Regions from separate parts of the Sus scrofa genome. Here region 1 is linked to region 2. The links are chromatin contacts, called in public HiChIP or PLAC-seq maps. All regions are on one chromosome and are shown on one strand. The core of a region is the stretch at or near the end of the contact, and the rest is flanking DNA. Distances in the headings are between cores, read along the strand shown. Region 1 has its middle 14 kb from the start of YWHAH. Region 2 overlaps PISD (phosphatidylserine decarboxylase).

Region 1 (5,028 bases), core at 998-3,497, 220 kb before region 2:
TTGTTTGCAGGGGTAGGCTGGGTTTTCTGCATTCCCTTTTTTTTTTTTTTTTTTTTTTTTTTTTTTTTGCAAAGAGCATCTTGCAGCTCCTGGAGGACATCCAGGAGTCACAGCAGGGGTGCATGACAAGGGACATCTTCAAGGAGTCAGAAAGGACCCCAGCTTCAGATGTCTCCATCCTTCCTCCCCTAGATCCTCAGCATCACCTGTGTCTATGACCTTAGCCCATCCCCACAGCCTAGCCCCATCTGTCCAAAGAAATGATGGTACACTGCAGAAAAAACCCCACCCCCAAAGTAAGAAGTGGAATGTGGGGCTCACCCCCAAATGGCGCCCTTCTGCCCTGGATCTTTGTGTGCTGCACAAACTGCTTTTCCTCTTCTCCTATGTGCAGGGCAGGGCAGGAGGAGCGAGATAAGGACCAGACACTCGTGCAGCCCCTCTGTAAAATTAGAGGGGCAAGTGGGATCAGTAATTCCTTTCAGAGTTCCCATTCTAGACTTGATGCTCTTTTAGCCTTCAGACTTTGGGTAAAATGGATCTTCAAGGAATAACTTTCCAAAGGCAAGCAGACACAACACCAGTGAATAATGGCAGTGGACACAATAAGACTCAGGTGCTTTGTGCCCTTAAAATGCCCAACCAGCAGGGCTATCACTTTTACAGCTGAGGCCCATAGGAATGAAACTGCCCCCTCAAGGTCACACAGCTACCTGGCTGCAGAGCCAAGACTGGAAGTCTAGCTCCCAGGCCAAGCTCTTCAGCCTGCAGCATGCAACCTCCTCACCCCTGGGCAGACATTCAAGGAGCTGTGCACACCCACACTCCCAACAACCTTATTTTGCAAACATGGACATAATAACAACAGCAAGGGAAAGTGTGTCTCATCCCTTCCCCACCATCTCCTGGCTTTCACTCTGTTGCCTGGCAACAGTTCTATCCAGAAAACCTAGGTGTCATCCTAGGCGACTCCCTCACCCTCATCTCTCCCACCAAACCCATTGCCCAATCATGTCCTTTTATCTCAGTGGCCCTGGAGTCACCCACTCCTCCCCTCTCCCACCCCATCCCAATCCAAGGTTCTATCACAGATTTCCTGGACAATTACACCGGCTTTTCACAGGTCTCCTGCTTTTACACCTACACATCCCATCACCTGCTTCCGTTTTCTATAACCACAGCCAGACAGTCTTCAAAAAATACAAAAATCTAGAGTTCCCGTCGTGGTGCAGTGGTTAACGAATCCGACTAGGAACCATGAGGTTTCGGGTTCAATCCCTGCCCTTGCTCAGTGGGTTAACGATTCGGCATTGCCCTGAGCTGTGGTGTAGGTCGCAGACACAGCTCAGATCCCATGTTGCTGTGGCTCCGGCGTAGGCTGGTGGCTACAGTTCCAATTCGACCCCTCGCCTCGGAACCTCCATATGCCGCAGGAGCGGCCCTAGAAAAGGCAAAAAGACAAAAAAAAAAAAAAAAAAAATCTGATCACATCATCTGATCAGCTTAGAACCTCTAAGGGTAAAAATGGAAAATCTTTAACATGCCCAAGAGGCCCTGCATCACTGGGCTGACACCGCCCCCACACTTCATCTTGCCCTGGCCTGTTCTCTGGCCTCTCTGCCTGGAACATCCCCATCCTCAACACATTTTCAGTTCTTTTTTTTTTTTTTTTTTTTTTTTAAGGGCCACTCCTGCAGTATATGGAGGTTCCCAGGCTAGGAGTTGAATCAGAGATGTAACCACTGGCCTACACCACAGCCACAGAGATGCCAGATCCAAGCCATGTCTGAGACCTACATCACTACTCACAGCAATGCCAGCTCCTTAACCCACTGAGTGAGGCCAGGGATTGAACCCACATCCTCATGGATCCCAGTTGGTTTTGTTAACCACTGAGCCATGATGGGAACTCCCCAATTTTTCTTTTTGCCTCTTTCTGGCTCAGCCTGGGGTGGGGGGTGACTGGCTCAGGGCTGGAGCCTGTGAGGACAACCGCCCCAACCAATTAAAGGAAACACCATCAGCCAGGAAAACCAGAAGGGAGCACTGGGCCATCAGGACCTGAGTCACCCTGTTTCAAGAGGGAAGGAAGAGCTGAATGTCTGGCAGTGAGGCAGCTGGACTCAGGAAGCCAGACAGACTTCCCCACCACGTTGTGGCTTCACGTCCAGTTTCTATCTCGGCTGCACCATGTAAGGGCTCTCCCAACTCCTGTCAGTCTGTGGGCACTGCATGAAAGAAGGCAGCACACGAGCTGGGGCTGCCAAGGCCATGTGGCAAGCAAGTGAAACCTACTGGAAGGCAGGAGGGCTGTTTGGGCTCTATGGCCCAGTGAGAAAGGCCAGTTGGTTCTGCAAAGACAGCAGATTTTCTCCTGGGGCAGTTGTGTGCTTGCTCCACAGGGCTACCCTCCAACCCGAAGGCCTTCACCCCACTCCTTCACTTAATATTTATTGAACACCTACTACATGAAAACACTGTGAGCACAAAGGTGAACAAAGAGTGACTTGGTCTCTGTTCTCGTGGAGCTTAGGGTCTTGTGGGACAGGCACGGATCTATTGATCCAGGGAAGGACCGAGAGCACCCTCACGGCTCTGATAGGGGCTGCAGTGTGGGCTTGAGGTAAGGCGTGGCAAGAGGCTGATGGCCTTGACCATGCTGAGGTCACTGGCAAAGGAGTATGCATCAAGCAGGGGAAGGAAGAGGGCAGGTAATTCCAGGCAGAGGGCCTGGCATGGGACGACTGTTAACCTCACAAAGAGCTGACTTGAGGCTGGTGTGACTCCAGGGGGTTGGGCAAGGGGGAAAGATGTGCAAGGAGAGGTTGGAGTCATGGGTAGGGCTCCCAGGCTACTTCTAGGGGTTTGGTCTTTTCCCAAGTAAAATAGGAAGCCACAAGGGTACTGAGCAGGCAGAGTGGCACATATGTCATTACTTGAAGGCAGAGAGGAAACAACAGTTGTCTTCTCTGGGAGCCAACTGGTGATTACAGTGGTGACAATAGCCATAGAAGATGCACTGCTTTAAGCCTCTTCCTGCATTAATTTAACCTATGGGGGGGCACTGTTATTATCCCCACTTTACAGCTGACAAAACCGAGGCACAGAGAGACTCAGTAACTTGTTCAAGGTCACACAGCTTGTAGGTGGTAGAGCGACAGGTAAGTGAGCAGCCTCTGGGCACTTATAGAAATTACTTTTGGAGTTCCCCTCATGGCTCAGCAATTAATGAACCCGACTAGGAACCATGAAGTTATGGGTTTGATCCCTGGCCTTGCTCAGTGGGTTAAGGATCCGGCGTTGCTGTGGTGTAGGTCGCAGATATGGCTCAGATCCTGCATTGCTGTGGCTCTGGCGTAGGCTGGCGGCTAGGGCTCTGATTAGACCCCTAGGCTGGGAAGCTCCATATGCCGCAGGTGAGGCCCTAAAAAGACCAGAAAAAAAAAAAATTACTGTCAAAGAAATCATAAGACAGAGGAGTGCTGTCCTACAGGAGAGTCCAGGGCAGCAACCAGGATGATCCTGATTTATAACAGGCCCTTTTAGTTGGCTCTGCGAACAAGCACCCATTGACCCCCCCACTGCATGCCAAGCACACTGTTGTAAATATTGAGGGTGTAGCAGAGGCAAAAAGCAGTCCTCAAACTTACGTTCCAGTGAGGAGGAAAGACAATGCTCAAGTGGGCAGATGGTTTCGGGTGATGATATGGGCTCTGAGGGGGAGATGACAGGGGTGTGTGACTGGCAGTGGTGGGCAGAGGGGTGGGCTTCTCTAGACAGGGTAGTCAGGGAGGGTGACAACTGTCACCAGCAATGCAGAAGCAACAGAGCCATGATCCTGGGAGGATTCCAAGGAGAGGAGAGTCGTGCAAAGGCCATGCGGCTGGGGCAGCCAAAAGGCAACCACAGAACAGAAAGAGGACACACTGCATTGTTCTGAGTGAGGAAGAGGAGGTGAAAACAGAGGCTTCCAGAAGCCCATTCCCCACAGGACCTTGTGGGTCATGGCAAGGAGCTGGGATTTCATCCCAAATTGATAGGTAGTCACCAGAGTGTTCTCAAACAGGGGAATGATGCAACCTGTTCTGTGTTTGAAAGGCAGCATATTGGTTGCTATAAGAAGAAATTCTTCAAGGCGAAGGAGGATGCAGGAGAACCAGTTCAGTCACTGCTACATCAGATAAAGATGGACATGGGGTAAAGGGTCGGATTACAACATATTGTTAATGGATTAGATGTGGGGTTGAGAGAAGGAAATACAGGACGACTCCCAGGCTTTCCGCCTGAAAAACTGGGGAGATGATGGTACAGTGACTAAACTGGGGAAGACCATGGGAGGGGATCAGGTTTGGGTGGGAGCCAGGAGGGTGCAGCCAAATCAAGAGCTGTGTTTTGCCACATCCAGGTCTCTAGGGAGCAGCCAAGAAGGTGGCTGGACAGACAGGTCGGAGTTCAGAGGTCTCAGGAGCAGACTCACAGCTTTGTAGATGGTAATCAGAATTACAGGACTGGGTCACCCAGGGATGAGATGCAGACAGGAGGTCCAGGGCTCCAATGTGCTGAGACTGGACAGAGGCCCAAAGGCCAGCACAGGAGGTCACGGAGGACACTCAAGGAAAGCCCACATGGCTTGGCTCTGCACTGACAGACCCAGTAATCCCAGGCAAGCTGCTCTCCACCTCCAGACCTCGGCTTCCTCCCTGTAAACCAGAAAGGTGGCCCCACCCGTGGCTGAGGTGGCTCCAGCTTATGACAATCCCATGGCCCCTTGCCAGATGCAGAAACCAGAGAGAGTTCAGGTTTGCCCACGTTGTTTCCAGACCTCCTACAATCAGCTCGGACTGGATGAAATACGAAAATATAGCAAAAGACAGCCCAAAGGGCCGCCTCCAAGGGAGAGAGGGCAGGGCAAGGTCACAGTGGCCTGGAGTGGAATCCAGTCAGCTAGGCAACCCCACCCCCAGTTACTCTTCTATAAAAGTGGCTGTGATACCCAGGATGAAGGGTCATTGCCAGAACAAAGCCAGT
Region 2 (4,691 bases), core at 450-2,949:
GGGCACTCCCGCTTAGGGGAGTCCAAATCAAATGGGAGGACGGAGTGTGGCTGGCTGCCCAGAGAGTCTTTATTTGAGGTTTGAAATAAACCTGCCAAATGGTTTTTTGTTTTCCCCAGAAATCCTGTGAAGTATGGTCTGGAATCCAAAAAGCATTTCCCTACTGAGAAATATATGGTGGAGAACAGGTTAGAAGGTGGTGAGAGCTAGTCTCAGGGCATGCCCATGGGCTGATTTATGAGTTTGCTAAACACCAATCAGCCGGAGAGGCTTTAAGAGGTTACTGAGGAGTTCTGATAGGCATGGAATGGCCCGTTGGTCATTTTACAGTAGAGAGCATCAGCACTCCAGAGGCTGCTCAGCAAATGAGAATCCGAGCTTTAGATCCATAGACTCGTTTTTCCCCTGAGGTATAACATGGGCTGGGTCTGTTCTGGATGCACTGCAGCCTTAGGGGAAGTCAGAATGGTCTTCCCAGATTTCTGGTTGTTGCTAGGATTCTGTGTCAGCATCTTCCTGTGCTTTCAATCCCTTTATCCCCTCTCATGAGGTATTTGGTTGGAGCTCTGAGGTGAGAGGGGTCTGAAGTCTCACTGGGAGCTGAGAATGCTGCAGGCCAGGGCAAGGAGACTGAAGTGTAGGTAAGGTATTTGTCAGCCCTGTGCACCCTGCTGCCTCCGTGTTCCTACTGGCGCATTGTAGGTGTTGAATGTCATGGAAGTCCATGAGGTAGGACCCTACCCATCTTCTCCCCCTTTCCCCCCTGTGGTGTCCCAGGTTGAACAATTGGTTGGGCTGGATCTTGATGAGGCGTCGGGTATGTGGGGCTGTGTCTGCATGCCACTTTGTCCTCTCTTAGGCTTCCTTGGCTCAGCTGCCCATCTCGTCACAAGCCCTGTAGGCTCTCTTCCCTGTTCTAATGTTGCTCTAGAAACTAAATTCCCAGTGGTCAGAAGAAGCTGAGGTTGTACCTTTGTTCAACAAATCAGGGCCCTGGATTCCACATCCTTTTGGGGGTAGAGTAGTGGTGGTTTTCCTGGCCAGATCCTACTCCTCCCCTAAAAAGTGTTAAGTTGGTTCATTCCATTCGTGTTGACTGAGTGCTTCTGGTGGGTATGAGGGTAGGGTTCTTACCCCACAGGCTGGAGCCCTATCACCTAACGGGGTAGAAAGATAAGTCGAGAATCACCCCACAGGTTTTGATCCCAGAGAGGAAGCCTGCGTGCAGGGCGGGTCTGGACCTTGCCCACTGGGTCTTCTTTGCTGTTCTGCACTGGGGGATTTTTTGTGTCTGGTGTGACTTCCTGGAGCAGAGGAGGCGGAATAGGAAGCAGCCTCATGTTCTGTGTGGAGTGTGGAGAGGAGCGAGGGCTTAGACACCTGCTGTGCAGCTGGTGGGGGGGTAGAAAAGGTGGCTGGAGGTGGCTTTTTGCTGTCTCGAGCAGCTGGCCCTCGGTGTAGTCAGCAGCACGTGGAGGCCCTCGCGTGGGCTGGAGGGGCGCGTGGGAGTAGGGTCGGCTGCCCAGTCCCCAGCCCGTGGAGATGGCCCCGGGAAACCCTGTGACCCCGGCAGCCGGTTGCATGTTCCCGCCGTTCCCCTCGCCTCGCCCCTCCCCTTAAAGGGACCCCGTGCTGAGGGGCGGGGCGCGGCTGACGAGCTTGGTGGCAGGCCTCCTGCCCCCGCCCCCTAGCGGCCTGAGTGGCTGGAGCCCGAGCCCTCGCTCGCCGCCCGCAGCCCGGCTTCCGCGGAGCGGCACCTCCCTGCGAGTCGAGTCGGAAACCGAGTAGGCAGCAGGCGGCGCGGAAGCTGAGCCGAGCCGCGGACTACCTGCCGGTGAGTGAGCCTCCTTGCCCCGCGCAGCTGGTAGACCTGCTAAAGGATCCTGGAGGCCGTCCGGGTCCCGGGGTACGGGTCTCCTGTTACTTCTTAGGGACGGAGGAGCCCGCCCCACTGCCCCGGTCGAGCTGTGGCTTCCCGGGCCCCACACGGTGGGTCATGGGGCCGGCCCGATGAGCTCACTTCCTCCGCATCCTGTAGCATCTCCTCGCCCCACGCTCAGAAAAGGGAAATGCTGGCCTTGCCGGCAGCTCTGTGTCCTGCGCCCAGAGCTCCAGGCCCATTTCCTGTCCGAGGGGCCTGGGGTGGGCGCCGGAGGAGGGAGAGCAGCATAGTACCTCAGTGGGACCCATACGTGCTGTGATTGTCACCTGGTACCTCCCAGGGGGGGGAGGGTGTGACAGAACCCCATTCCCACCAGTGCCAAGGATTGCCGCAGAGAAGGTTCCTTTCCTTGGGGGAATTTAAGAAGGACCCCTGCCAAGTTCTGTCCCCACCTCTACCACCCTTGAAAGAGGCACCTCTGGACCCTGGTCTTTGCTTCTTCTTCTCTCACCCAAGGTTTCCCCAAGATGGCTCACCCGTTTTGCCAGGGAGAATCCATTTTCCTGGTTCTCTATTTCTGACATTTTGTCTGCTTCTAGCCCTGAAACTTGGGGGAGGAATGATTCGTGGTCCCACCAGGACACAGATGCCTGGCAGCCCTGCCCTACAGAGTGGGAGTGTGCCCAGCAAGTAAGGCCTGGGCCTCTGGATTTGGGGACACTGGGGGTTTCAGTCGAGGCTTCAGGCCAGGTAGCTGGCACCCATTGAGCTTTCTACTCAGGGAGTGGGAGCACATTCTTGTGTTTTTGCAGGCTGCACATGTGCAGGGCTGCAAGGCCTTCGTCCTGGACAGTGAGGGGTGGGCGGGGATGTTGCAGTACTGCTCACATGTGAATCCCCAGAGCAGCCTGTCCCCCTAACACGGTCCTATTGTGCCATCGCTTCCTGTTCTGTTGCTGCTCCTTTGGTTTCGGCTCCTCTCAGAACTGCTGCCCCTGCCCTGTTCCTTCCATCTTCCCAGTGGTAGCAAACTTCTGCCCTCCCAGAGCATGGGTTTTGAGGGGGACAGAAGGTGTCGGGAACCATATCTGCACTAAGCTCTTGGGTGAGAGAGAGGCGTGAAGTTTCTGAGCAGAGTTGTGGGTGAGCAAGAGGAAGGACCCTTCGCATTTCCAGAAGACGAGGAAACTGAGACCCAGAGAGCACCTGTGACTTGCAAGACCTTTTCCAGCTCTCAGGCCGAGGGTTGGGGGAGGACGGCCAGGATCGAGTAACCAGATTGTTCTTGTCTCCCACCAAAGCCACTCTGAGTTCTCATGTTCCGCATGGCTGGCCCTTAGGCCAGGTAATGACTTTAAAGTCCTACTGGTCACAGCTCCAAACTTGCCTCCACAGAGTATCCTTGAGACTCTCGGGGGAGAGGGAATGTGTCTGTACCTTAGGGCACCCTCCTTGCAGGCTCCTCATACAAGCCTGAGCCCCACAAGTTGCATCCAGGGAACCAGAGAGGGAGAAAGCTCTGGGTTGGCCTCCAGAGGCCATCGCAGGTACAGAGGGCAAGTGGGGCTCTGAGATGGGGATGCTGGGAGCTCTGTTGGCTGAGGAAATGGCTCTGCCCTTGCGTATTGAGGAAGGGTGACCTCTTGGGACCCCCTTCCCACTGTCCTGCAAGTACTGGCCCATTTTCTGAGGGACGACTGAATTATCTGCTTCCTGGGAAACTTTTGGGACCCAAATCCAATGGTAATTTGGAAGAAGCTTAACATCGTGGTCTCAGTGTTCCGTTTTAGAAGAAGAGATAGAGTGGTGACCAAGACAGGACTCGGGTGTGAGGACTTCCTGCCTGGACCCTCATGGCAGTTGCTGGAGTCTCTCCAGAATAGTAGCTCCTTGAGTTGCTCCCTACCCACTGCTGTCTCCTCCACTGTGAAAGGGGGCGAGGGCCTGCTCTGCCCTGGTGGGCTGTCTGGCCTGGCCAGGCCCCTGCACTGGAGGCCCTGGGGTAGAATGAAATGCAGAGTGAAATGCAGAGGCACACGTGGGAACCTGAAATTTTGGCCAGGCAAGGTTTGTCTGTGGGCTCCTGAACATGCCTTTCTTGACTGCATGCTGCAGTTGTCACCATCCCACCCATAGGACAGCGAGGAAAACTGGCAGGAGGAGACCTTACTAGCCCCAACTGTGAACCCTGGATGTGCATGTAGCCCAAGCTTTTTGGAGTTTCCAAAGTCTCATCTGGAGCTCAGCACCAGGCTTACCCTCCACTGCATATCACCCATCACCAGACTGGGCGGGGTTTCCCTGGAGAGTGGGCAGGGTTGTGCTCACAAGGTGGGCGGGGCTATGCTCAGGTGGGCGGTATGATGGGACCTAGCTAAACCTCAGCAGGGGCCTTGGGCCTAGCCCTGAAGCAGGAGGCCTGGGTGGGCCCCCTTCTGCCATTTACCTGCCACTCAGCGACGTAGGTGGCCTGGGGAGATGAGCTTGCCTTGGGGTCCTGATCTGAGGTGGGCTGGGCCTCAGCAGGGATGGAAATCCATGATAACATCCAAACCTTAGTTGGCCCCTCAGCCATGCACACCCAGGGCAGGTGCCAGGCTGGCCTCTCCTTGGCTGAAGTGGGTTTCCTGGGGCATTAGACTCAGCCTTTGCAGGTTGTGTCATGTCCGAATTGAGGCCTATTGCTCTTTCCCCGCTCGTAGGGACCTGCATTATCTTCATCTAAAGATGGCTTCAGGACACGGGATTGGGGCTGTGCCAGGTGGGGGATTTATCTGCGGGCACTGGGCCTTGTGGAGGCGCAAAGGAA

The links. HiChIP or PLAC-seq counts read pairs in DNA pulled down with a chosen protein or histone mark.
Region 1: a contact with region 2 is called in an H3K27ac HiChIP or PLAC-seq map of alveolar macrophages. The contact joins two enhancer-like sites.

What each region holds. Positions count from the first base shown.
Region 1 is chr14:48,527,275-48,532,302 of Sscrofa11.1, reverse strand. No RefSeq gene overlaps it. Among named protein-coding and RNA genes, the nearest start is that of YWHAH, 14 kb to the left of the region's middle. Within about 2 kb of position 2,247, at least 9 of the 83 cell types and tissues checked have an H3K27ac peak or open chromatin away from gene starts, as enhancers often do. A contact at or near this core is called in alveolar macrophages, where this site is marked.
Region 2 is chr14:48,310,184-48,314,874 of Sscrofa11.1, reverse strand. The region is part of intron 3 of PISD (phosphatidylserine decarboxylase); the gene reads left to right. Among named protein-coding and RNA genes, the nearest start is that of PISD, 29 kb to the left of the region's middle. Within about 2 kb of position 1,699, at least 41 of the 83 cell types and tissues checked have an H3K27ac peak or open chromatin away from gene starts, as enhancers often do. A contact at or near this core is called in alveolar macrophages, where this site is marked.